Regions from separate parts of the Sus scrofa genome. Here all the other regions are linked to region 1. A link is a contact called in public Hi-C data. All regions are on one chromosome and are shown on one strand. Each heading gives the region's core, a stretch centred on a gene start, on an enhancer-like site or on the middle of the called end of the contact. The rest is flanking DNA. Distances are from core to core; before and after follow the strand shown.

Evidence for each region. A called contact is a pair of places that touch in the nucleus more often than the background predicts.
Region 2: a contact with region 1 is called in a Hi-C map of retroperitoneal adipose tissue, with 5 times the contacts expected there. The contact joins two enhancer-like sites. A contact is called at or near these places in 2 of 5 promoter capture datasets (fetal skeletal muscle and liver), 26 of 47 Hi-C or Micro-C datasets (adipocytes, adipose tissue, alveolar macrophages and 17 more) and 2 of 2 datasets of contacts at active chromatin or transcription factors (alveolar macrophages and skeletal muscle).
Region 3: a contact with region 1 is called in a Hi-C map of omental adipose tissue, with 2.2 times the contacts expected there. The contact joins two enhancer-like sites. A contact is called at or near these places in 1 of 5 promoter capture datasets (liver), 7 of 47 Hi-C or Micro-C datasets (embryonic fibroblasts, epiblast stem cells, liver and 4 more) and 1 of 2 datasets of contacts at active chromatin or transcription factors (skeletal muscle).

What each region holds. Positions count from the first base shown.
Region 1 is chr10:28,102,041-28,105,589 of Sscrofa11.1, reverse strand. No RefSeq gene overlaps it. Among named protein-coding and RNA genes, the nearest start is that of TRNAD-GUC, 120 kb to the left of the region's middle. Within about 2 kb of position 1,544, at least 8 of the 83 cell types and tissues checked have an H3K27ac peak or open chromatin away from gene starts, as enhancers often do. A contact at or near this core is called in omental adipose tissue and retroperitoneal adipose tissue, where this site is marked.
Region 2 is chr10:28,962,184-28,965,732 of Sscrofa11.1, reverse strand. No RefSeq gene overlaps it. Among named protein-coding and RNA genes, the nearest start is that of ZCCHC6, 32 kb to the left of the region's middle. Within about 2 kb of position 1,617, at least 7 of the 83 cell types and tissues checked have an H3K27ac peak or open chromatin away from gene starts, as enhancers often do. A contact at or near this core is called in omental adipose tissue and retroperitoneal adipose tissue, where this site is marked.
Region 3 is chr10:28,695,854-28,699,402 of Sscrofa11.1, reverse strand. No RefSeq gene overlaps it. Among named protein-coding and RNA genes, the nearest start is that of GAS1, 190 kb to the right of the region's middle. Within about 2 kb of position 1,687, at least 1 of the 83 cell types and tissues checked has an H3K27ac peak or open chromatin away from gene starts, as enhancers often do. A contact at or near this core is called in omental adipose tissue, where this site is marked.

The sequences.
Region 1 (3,549 bases), core at 295-2,794:
CTTAGTCGGATTCGTTTCTGCTGCACCATGACGGGAACTCCCAGACAGTCTCTTTATTTTAACATAGTCAGATGTCCTTTTATGTGTTTTTCTTGTAAGGCCTGAACATAAAGCAGGGCCTTAGCCACCCCCCAAACCCCAAACAAGGGAAGCTCGGGGTTTGTCTGGAAAAACAGACCAATCTCCTGTCTGACCCTTAATAGTAAGAGGACCCCAAAATCCCATAGGGACAGTTTCTTCACCTGTAAAAAAGTGCCCAGAACCATGCACTTTTCCCAGATTCTCCCCAGTCATTGACATAAAGACAGGGGTGGGAATTGGGGTTCCCCTGTTTTCCTGCACTGACCTCCCCACCCGCTTTCTAAGGGTCTAAATCAAACCCCTTATCCCCTCACCTCCCACATTATTTTGAAACCAAATTCAATTAACCTTGAGCTCAGGAGTTCCCATCGTGGCTCAGCCGGTTAAGAACCCGACTAGTGTTCATGAGAACGCGGGTCTGATCCCTGGCCTCGCTCAGTGGGTTAAGGATGCGGCGTTGCCAGGAGCTGTGGTGTAGGTCACAGATGCAGCTCAGATTCCGCGTTGCTGTGGCTGTGGCGTAGACCTGCAGCTACAGCTCTGATTTGATCCCTAGCCTGGGAACCTCCATATGCTGTGGGTGCGGCCCTCAAAAGACAAATAAATAAATAATGAAATAAACAAGGTTGAGTTCAAAAAAAAAAACAAAAAACATGGTTTCAGGACAACCAAGGACTTTAAAGTTTCTGACCTTGCCTCGGGCCGTGTGACAAGTACACTAGAGTGGCCCCCGGGGGGTAATTTTGTAGACAGTCTCGGCTCTCTGCTGTGCTCTCCAATCCCCTCTGTGTGCTTGTGGCTGCACCAACCCTGCTCCTGGGGCCTTCGCTCACTCCCCAGAACCCCAGTTCCTTTGGAACTTATCAAGAGAGGTGGGTTCTCTAGGCATGATTCTCAGCTGAACCCCCATCCTCTCTGGGACCTGGCTGAAAGGGGGGCCCTGAAGCCCTACTCTCCTGGGCTCCCTTTGGCCTGGAACTCCTGTCTGGGTACTCAAGCTCTTCAGCCAAGTTAGGTCAAACTGGGATAAAAGACAGGTCACTCTCTTTGCACTATTCAGCCAGAAAGCCGAGCAGTTGACCACAACGCGAAGCCTGACCTTGAATTCCCATCGTGGGACCTCAGTTCAGCAGTAACGAACCCGACTAGTACCCATGAGGACTCGGGTTCGACCCCTGGCCTCGCTCAGCAGGTTAAAGGATCCTGCATTGCTGCAAGCTATGGTGTAGGTGGAAGACACAGCTTGGATCCTATGTTGCTGTGGCTGTGGCGCAGGCCAGCATCTGCAGCTCTGATTCCACCCCTGGCCTGGGAACCTCCCTATGCTGTGGGCGCATCCCTAAAAAGACAAAAAAAAAAAAAAAAAAAAAAAAAAAAAAAAAAAAACAGCACAGGAGAGGTTCCAGAAAGGCTTCTAAACAAACAACTGACAGATCCGGAAACAGGCAGATCTTCAACAGCCAGTGTCATTTTTTATAGCACCTTGAAGTTAAAATGATGTTTAATTATGTGAATGAATGAATTCCTGTTTTACAAGTGAGTCCCAAACATCGGTTTTATTCCCAAGTAACATTCAATGCGCTTTATAACAAACTTTTCACAGAACCAAGGAAAAGAAATGACTCACAATCATAATAAAGTTGGGTCCTCTCCCTTCCCTTGGCAAAGCAGATCGTCTCCGTAAGTCAGTTTTTCTAAATTACCGTGTGTGTGCGTATTTTTTCTTAGCCAAGAAAATAATCTCAAGAGAACACAGCTATGGGTCCCAGTGTCTCCAAGGACAACGGAACATGAGTCTCAGGTTCCGTGTTAGAAATTTTTTCTCAGAAGAGTCTTAAGAGATTTTTGCTGCTCTCTTTGGGGTTATGCATGATTCATTTGCTTTTTTCATCTCCCATATTTTGTGTGTTGACTATCGTGTGACCAAAATCCATTTTAAGTCAGGGGAAACTGGCTTAGCTGTTTAACTTTGGGGATTTCTCTATGAGACCTCTTTTATCACCAGGTAAATTAGGGCCCATGTATCATCAAAGCCAAGAAAACATGGCAAAGCCAGAGTATTTAAAAACAGCTGCAAAACTGGGAATTAAAAAGGGGGGGGGAGCAGAAAACTTTTAAAGACAGTCCAGGAAGATGAGGCAAGTTTGGAATTTTTTTTTTTTTTTTTTGTCTTTTTGCCTTTTCTAGGGCCGCTCCCGCGGAATATGGGGGTTCCCAGGCTAGGGGTCCAGTTGGAGCTGTAGCCACCGGCCTACACCACAGCCACAGCAATGCAGGATCTGAGACACATCTGCAACCAACACCACAGCTCGCAGCAATGCCGTATCCTTAACCCACTGAGCAAGGCCAGGGATCGAACCTGCAACCTCAAGGCTCCTAGTTGAATTCATTAACCACTGCGCCATGACAGGAACTCCTGGAAATGTTAATAAAATATGGAGAAGTGAAACCATAACGAAGTTCAATGTTGTACAACACAACGTGTTTTTCTCTGAAACTGCATTTCTTCTTTTTGCTTGTTGGTTTTTGGGGTTTCGGTTTTTTTGTTTTTTTTTGGTCTCACCCACGGCATGTATAAGTTCCTGGGCCAGGGATAAGACCCGAGCCACAGCAACGACACAGGCTGCTGCTGTGTTAACGCCAGATCCATAACCCACCGCACCCGCCATAACAGTATTCCTGAAACGGCATTCCTTTGGTTTGTTTGTTTGGGATTTATTTTTGGCTGTGCCTGCAGCATGTGGAAGTTCCCAGGCCAGGGATCAAACTCCCACCACAGCAGCCATCCAGGCCAGTGCAGTGACAACACCAGATCCTTAACCTGCTGCACCATAAGAGAACTCCTAAAACTGCATTTCTGATGCTCATATGCACGTCATCTGGGTCAAAACGTCCTGCTACTCTCCCCATTGTTATCCATAAAGACTTTTCCCAAAGTTCCCAATATTAAGATATATTTAGGAGTTCCTGTTGTGGCTCAGCAGTAATGAACCCAACTAGTAACCATGAGGCAGGTTCAAAATCTGGCCTCACTCACTGGGTTAGCCATCCAGCATTGCTGTGAGCTGTGGTGTAGGTTGCAGACGTGGCTTGGGCGTGGCATTGCTGTGGCTGTCGTGTAGGCAGCTGTAGCTGCAGCTGTAGCTCCGACTTGACCCCTAGCCTGGGAACTTCTATATGCCGCTGGTGCAGCCCTAAAAGCTATCTAGATAGATGGATGGATGGATGGATGATAGATAGATAGATAGATAGATAGATAGATAGATAGATAGATAGATAGATAGATAGATAGAAAGAATATGTTTAAAACAAGTTCATCTGTTTTCTCTTGACAGTGGTGGTATCTTTCTGCAACTGTTAGGAAAACCACCTTCTCTTCTTTGACTTTTCTCTCTGGGTCTCCAGGGAAAACGCCCAATCTGATCACTGGAAGATTGCGTACACTACCTTATTTCACCATCTCACTCT
Region 2 (3,549 bases), core at 368-2,867, 860 kb before region 1:
TGGCTCTGGCGTAGGCCGGTGGCTACAGCTCCGATTCAACCCCTAGCCTGGGAACCTCCATATGCCGCGGGAGCGGCCCAAGAAATAGCAACAACAGCAACAACAAAAAAAGCCAAAAAAAAAAAAAAAAAAAAAGAAAGCAAGAGAGAAAAAGTGACATGCATCAGTGTGGGTGAATCTTAGCAGTGTAATTAGGTGAAATAGTAATTTCTCAAAGAATATATGCAAACGTATCATCTGGATAAACAGGGAAGCACTGTAACCAAGGGATCAAAGCTAATGTCACCAATGAGGGGGCCTCTGGAGGTGACTTACTGAGAACATAGCACATAGCATCACTTCTATAGTATTCCTGCCAAAATGTCTATTTGGAATGCCATCAAAAAGAAACATCGGGAGAACCCAAGTTGAGTGATGTTAATAAAATATCAGACAAATATTAAATGTCATGAAGAGCAAAGAATATTGGAAGAAATGTTTGAGATTAAAGAAGACCAGAGACACACAACTGAATACCATGTGCAATTCTGGATCAGATTTTTGTATTAAACAAATTCTATTATTGGGACAGTTGACAAAACTTAAAAATGGACTGCTGGTAAAATGTAGGTATAGTGTCAGTGTTAAATTTCCTCATTTGTAGTTATGTAAGAGATCCTCCTTGTTCTTAGAAAACACGCTGATGTGTTATGGGGCAAAGAGGCAAGATATATGCAACCTATTTTCAAATGAGTTGGGGAGTAAGAATTCTCTATAAACAAATGCATAAATAATATATAAATAATATATATCAGTAAGGCTGTATAGGAGTTTGCTGTACTATCCTTGAAAGTTTTTTGTAAGTTTGAACTTATTTCAAAATTAGAAAACCTCTATTAAGTAAGGCAAACAAAGGAAAAAAATAGATACAGCACTTCATAAAATTAAAAAATTAGCTTAAGATTTTTTTTTGCAGAACTGTATGTAGAAACAATAAAACTGTATTAAAATAAAAGAAGGAATGATGGTCAGGATTTGTCATGGTGGTCACCATGGGTGGGGGAGCCAGGGGATGGAGTAAAAGGCTACCAAAGCTTTTGCTGTAGGATTTTGTAAGATTCCCCCATTTTTTTTCAGTGGTTGTTAGATTCACTAGTGCTTGCTACATTACTAAAGGAAATAATTAGAAAAAACATGAACCAACTAAAAGAAGGCCATGCATGGAACCTGCTGGAATGATCATGAAACATAACACCATAATTAATCTATTTGTTTGCATCTGAGGTCAATTAAAAATCAAAGAAGGACAGAAAGTGAAAGAAAAAGGGAGGAGGGCAGAGGAACGGAGAGAAACAGATAAATCAAGGAGCAGGGAAAGGAAGGGATACAGGGTGTTTTGAAGGAAAAGAAAAATAAATCTGAAGAAAATAAACTAAAACAATGGATGAGAAAAGACTCAGCCTATTTCTGAGGGAAGAGAAGAATGGATTGGAAGAAGCCGACAGGATAAGAAACGGGAATGCTGAGGCAGAAGAAAAGCTTAAATGGTATTTGTGAACCACAAGAGGGACACTCTGTCTCCACAGAAGAGTGTCAGCCAAAGGGCCAGATTCCAGGAAAGGGTGATGTGGTTAAACAACACACCAAGGTTTGGCCTAACAGAAGGCTGACACTCAGCCAGCTGGGCTTTTCCAAAAACTTGGAGAGTTGTGGTCACTTCTGGTTTCTTCAATACTCCAAGCTATTAATTAGGAGGAACCGCTAGTTTAACCTGTGGCCATAATCACCTAGGACGGGGGCTTATGCCCAGATGCTTGTTGAAGGTAATTGAAGGCCTTCCTCTGGGAGCTGCCATCTTGCTTTAGCCTCTGGTGCCCAGCGTAGGAGTAGTGCATGCTGGGAGCACGCAAGGGAAACTGGGAATTATGCAAAGTGCGGATGCATTTATCAAGGAAACTTGCCACTGCTAATGATTGTCCTGTCGCCTCTGGGTGCTTAGTGATAACCGATCAAGGAATGACTGGCCTTGGCAGCTCTAACATTGCCAGGATACTTTGGAAATACTCAAGCAGGCTTAAAAGTGAATAGCATTGAGAACTATGTCTAGATACTCATGTTGCAACAGAACAAAGGGTGGGGGAAAAAATGTAATTGTAATGTATACATGTAAGGATAACCTGACCCCCTTGCTGTACAGTGGGAAAATAAAAAAAAAAAAAAAAAAAAGATTTCGGCAATAAAAAAAAAAAAAGTTTATTCTTTCCTCTCTTTTGCTCTGTGACCTTTGGATACGAAACGAACCAAAGAAAATGCCTCTGTGGGGTTGGGGTGATTCCCGCTTGCCAGGTAGTTGGTCTGCCCTCGTTGGGGGGAAAACAAAGACTTCTCTGATTTGGCTCCTGTTTCACTAGCCTTTTCTGTGCTGCACCTCATCTTGGAGCTGTTCCTGTTATGCTGAGCTAATCACAGCCTCCTGAACAGACGATGCTTTCCTCTTCTCTCTCCCTCTCTCTGTTTGGAGTGACCTATTTCCCTATTTCTCTCAACCTGAGGAATGAATAAAAATTTTTTAAGTTAAATAGGAGTTCTCGTCGTGGTGCAGTGGTTAATGAATCCGACTAGGAACCATGAGGTTGCAGTTCGGACCCTGGCCTTGCTCAGTGGGTTAATGATCCGGCGTTGCCGTGAGCTGTGGTGTGTAGGTCGCAGACGCGGCTCGGATCCTGCGTTGCTGTGGCTCTGGCATAGGCCGGTGGCTACAGCTCTGATTCGACCCCTAGCCTGGGAACCTCCATATGCCGTGGGAGGGGCCCAAGAAATAGCAAAAAGATTTTTTTTTTTTAAGTTAAATAAATGCTCTGTTCTAGTGGTACTTCTTTCATAAAACCTTCTCGGATATCCCGTGCCCCTGCTCCATCCCACATACACACAGTGTCTCTTACCCCTTGGGAACCCCTGTCATGTCCTTTGGATGTCTTTTCAGAGCCTGAGAGCACTTCACTGCATTGATTTGTTTACATGCCTTTCTTCTACTTTGTCCTCTGAAGGCAGAGCATTAAAATCAGTGCTCAGTGAATATCAAGCAGCTCTATGAATGAATAATACAGCCATGTAAATGCTCAATACACTTCAAGTCACACAGCCTTAGAAGATGGTTACTGTTACCATTAATTCTGTCCTTACAGATGAGGAAAACAAGGCTCAGAGAGGTTAAGTTACTCATCCAAGACCATATGTTGTTAAGTCATAGAGGTTGGATTTAACTTAGAAGTCTGGCTCCAGATTCCTCCCAGGAGAGGGTGGCCTCCTGGACAATCATGAGTTACAGGTGGATCAAGATGTTGAGCATTTCTACCCAGTGTTTTTCCAGGCTCAATGTAATCACGATGCAGTGTTTAACAGTGGTGAAATCTAAGACGTTGGCTTTGCCTCAAGGAGTATTTTTTTTTTTTTTTTTTTTTTTTTTTTTTTTTGTCTTTTTAGGGCCATGCCTGCGGCATATGGAGATTCCCAGGCTAGGGGTCAAATTGGAGCTGTAGTTGCTGACCTACACCACAGCAACGCTAGATC
Region 3 (3,549 bases), core at 438-2,937, 590 kb before region 1:
GTTGTGGGATGGAAATCCTATAAAATTGGATTGTGATGATCATTGCACAACTATAAATGTAATAAATTCATTGAGTAATAAAAAAATAAAAAAAAGAAAAGTAAATATGCCTCAAAGAGCACTAAGCATATCTAATGCCTGGATCTTGGTTTCTAATACCATTTTCTAATAAAAAGAAGCAGGACTCCTCGGATAAATGGTTAATTCTAGGACTGGTGCAGGAAATATATAAGATTGGCCTTGAGCATTTTGTAATGACAGAAAGTAAGGAAGCACTCAAACAAGACAAAACAAAATAGCATAGTAACGGGGGTCTGTCAAAGGAACACAAGAACCAAATGAAAGGGCCAAAGCTGGAACAATTTCAGCAACAAAATAAACACAATACTATAGGGTTATAATCCAAAGTGTAAAATAAATATCCATGAGTCCATTCTGACATCAGTAAATGATCAAATCAAAAATAAATGAGGAAGAAGAGACAAATTTCAGGTGCAGAAGCATTGTCAATAATTTATGTCACAATATAATCATTGACGAGGCAGACTATAACCCTTCCCTTCTGAAGTATGGGCTGCAGCACGTAGTGACTTCCTTCCAAAGGGGACAGTATGGAAAGGGGACAGTAAAACTCTCATTGTAAGAGCTTTACAAGGAGAAACCTGAAAAATCACTACTTCAGCCTGTAAAGTAACGGGATGGAGAGGGACGGATGGAGAGAAAGAAAGAGAGAATAAGAAAGAGGAGGGAGAGAAGGAGGAGGAGGAGAAGAAGAATAAGAAGAGGAAGAAGAAGAAGGAGGAGAAGAAGAAGGAGGAGGAGGAGATGAAGGAGGAGGAGGAGAAGGAGGAAGAGAGGGAGGGGAAGAAGGGGGAGGAGGATCCAGAGAAAAAGAGAAAAGAAGAAAGGTGTGGCTGCAAAATGAAGATGTGTCGCTGGACTTCAGCAAAGTGTGGGTGACCCAGAGGCATTTTCCATTGGCCAAAGGTAAGTTCAAGGCCCTCTCTGATGTGTTGTCCTGGCCACTTTGGCCTTTCCGGTCAAACATGTAACTTGAATGGTTTAGAGTGATCCTTCGAAAAGCTATAAATTACTTCCATTCTGCTCAGTCTAGCACTGGGTAGTGAAATCCTTTGTCTTCTTAACTAAGACCCTGCTTGGCAAGGTACCATCATCTTGTACCACATTTACATAAATCTCTGGGGATGAGCTCTAGAGATAGTCATTTTTGCCTTGGTTTTTTTTTTTTTTTTTTTTTTTTTTAAGGTTTTTAGGGCTGCACCCTTGGCATATGGAAGTTCCCAGGCTAGGGGTTGAAATTGGAGCTACAGCTGCTGCCCTTCTACCCCACAGCCACAGCAACGCAGGATCTGAGCCATGTCTGTGACCTACACCACAGCTCACAGCAATGCCAGATCCCTGACCCACTGAGTGAGGCCAGGGATCAAACCCGCATCCTCATGGATACCATCTGCTGTGCCATGATAGGAACTCCCTATATATAATTTTATGCTGTGTTTCACCTGGGCTGGGTATGTCAAAGACCCATGCCTACCCCTCATAGCTCGGGAGGGAGTGGAGCCTTGGGGGACATGTCCAGTGGCTGCTGTGGACTATTCTCCAACATTGAGGCTTGAAAGGTTAAGGGAGGATCCATGTCTGTCTCATATGTGCTGGTGGCTGCCTCGCTGGGCCAGCCCAACAGCAGACTTAGAAGGGATGAGAGAAGCTGGTCTCTCATAGACTGAGGGCTGGGGTAGCCAGGGATTCTTCTGTAATGTTGTGGAGGAGGGAAGGGAGCACAAATACTGATAGCAGACGTCCTCCTGGTCACTTAGGTAGGAACCTGGAATGGGACTTTTGTGCTCTGGAAGATAAGAAAGTGGTCTCTCTCTTACACTCAAGTGTTGTGGGGAAAAATTCATAGTCATGGCATATCTATCTACCTATCTATCTATCTAGCTATCTATCTTTCATCTATCTAATCCTAGAGTATTTTTAAATTATTTCATGTCATTGGTCTTACATCTGCTAAGTTCTTGCAGAGGCTGAGATCACTTTTTATTTTATTTTATTTTATTATTTTATTTTCCCACTGTACAGCAAGGGGATCAAGTTATCCTTACATGTATACATTACAATTACATTTTTTCCCCACCCTTTGTTCTGTTGCAACATGAGTATCTAGACAAAGTTCTCAATGTGAGATCACTTCTTATCCTCCCATATTCCTTTCTTCTAGGCTCATAATAGTTGCCTTGGAGGACATGTATGGCCTTTGATGCTTGTAGTATCTTGAAAGCCTGTTAAAGATGATTAAAATATTCTTGGAGTTCCTGTCATGGCTCAGTGGTTAACTAATCCGACTAGGAACCATGAGGTTGTGGGTTCGATCCCTGGCCTTGCTCAGTGGGTTAAGGATCTGGCATTGCCATGAGCTGTGGTGTGGGTTGCAGACACGGCTCGGATCCTGCATTACTGTGGCTGTGGTGTAGGCTGGAGGCTATAGCTCTGATTCGACCCCTGGCCTGAGAACTTCCATATGCCATGGCAGAGGCCCAAGAAATGGCAAAAAGACAAAAAAAAAAAAGATTAAAATATTCTTCAATTTCCCAGCTATTTTAACAAGAAGAACTAACCTAATAGCACAGCCAAAGGACACCCTGCTAGTCCCAGCAGCTGGCACGGGGGTCCCCACCTTGCCCTGAACTGAGGATGGCAGGTGATTGGCACTCATTCTGGGGAGAAGCCAGCTGCCTTGCCCACCAACACCTGCCTGCCCCCTGCCCCATGACATTCATGCTCATGAGGTGGAGAGGTTTGTCCAATATTCGCCTTTAGAAAATACACTGCCTCGCAGGAGTCCCTGTTGTGGCTCAGCGGTAACGAGCCTGACTAGTAAGCATGAGGATGCAGATTTGATCCCTGGCCTTGTTCAGTGGGTTAAGGATCCGCTGTTGCCATGAGCTGTGGTGTAGGTCGTGGACGTGGCTTGGATCTGGTGTTGCTGGGGCTGTGGTGTAGGCCAGCAACTGCAGCTCTGATTCGGCCCCTAGCTTGGGAACCTCCATATGCTGTGGGTGCAGCCCTAAAAAAAGAAAAGGAAGGAAAGAAAGAAAGAAAAGAAAGAAAGAAAGAAGGAAGGAAAGAAGGAAGGAAGGAAGGAAGGAAAGAAAGAAAGAAATTAAGAAAGAAAGAAATTAAGAAAGAAAGAAACTAAGAAAGAAAGAAAGAAAGAAAGAAAGAAAGAAAGAAAGAAAGAAAGAAAGAAAGAAAGAAAGAATGAAAGAAAGAAAGAAAGAAAGAAAGAAATACACTGCTCCATTAGTAACGTGCTCTCACTCTTTCTTTCCAGTGACATCCGATGACCTAAATTCTCTAGATCCAAACCATCACCAACTGCCTTGCCGTTTAGGATTCGGAGTAGAATCTCCTTTTTCAATGTAAGAGTTCTATGCACTAGATTATGTAGAGTTAGGCTGCTTCAGCAAGGCAGACTGGGCTCTGCTTCTGATTCAACTGTATGAAAGGAAGACAGGTGCTTAGGTG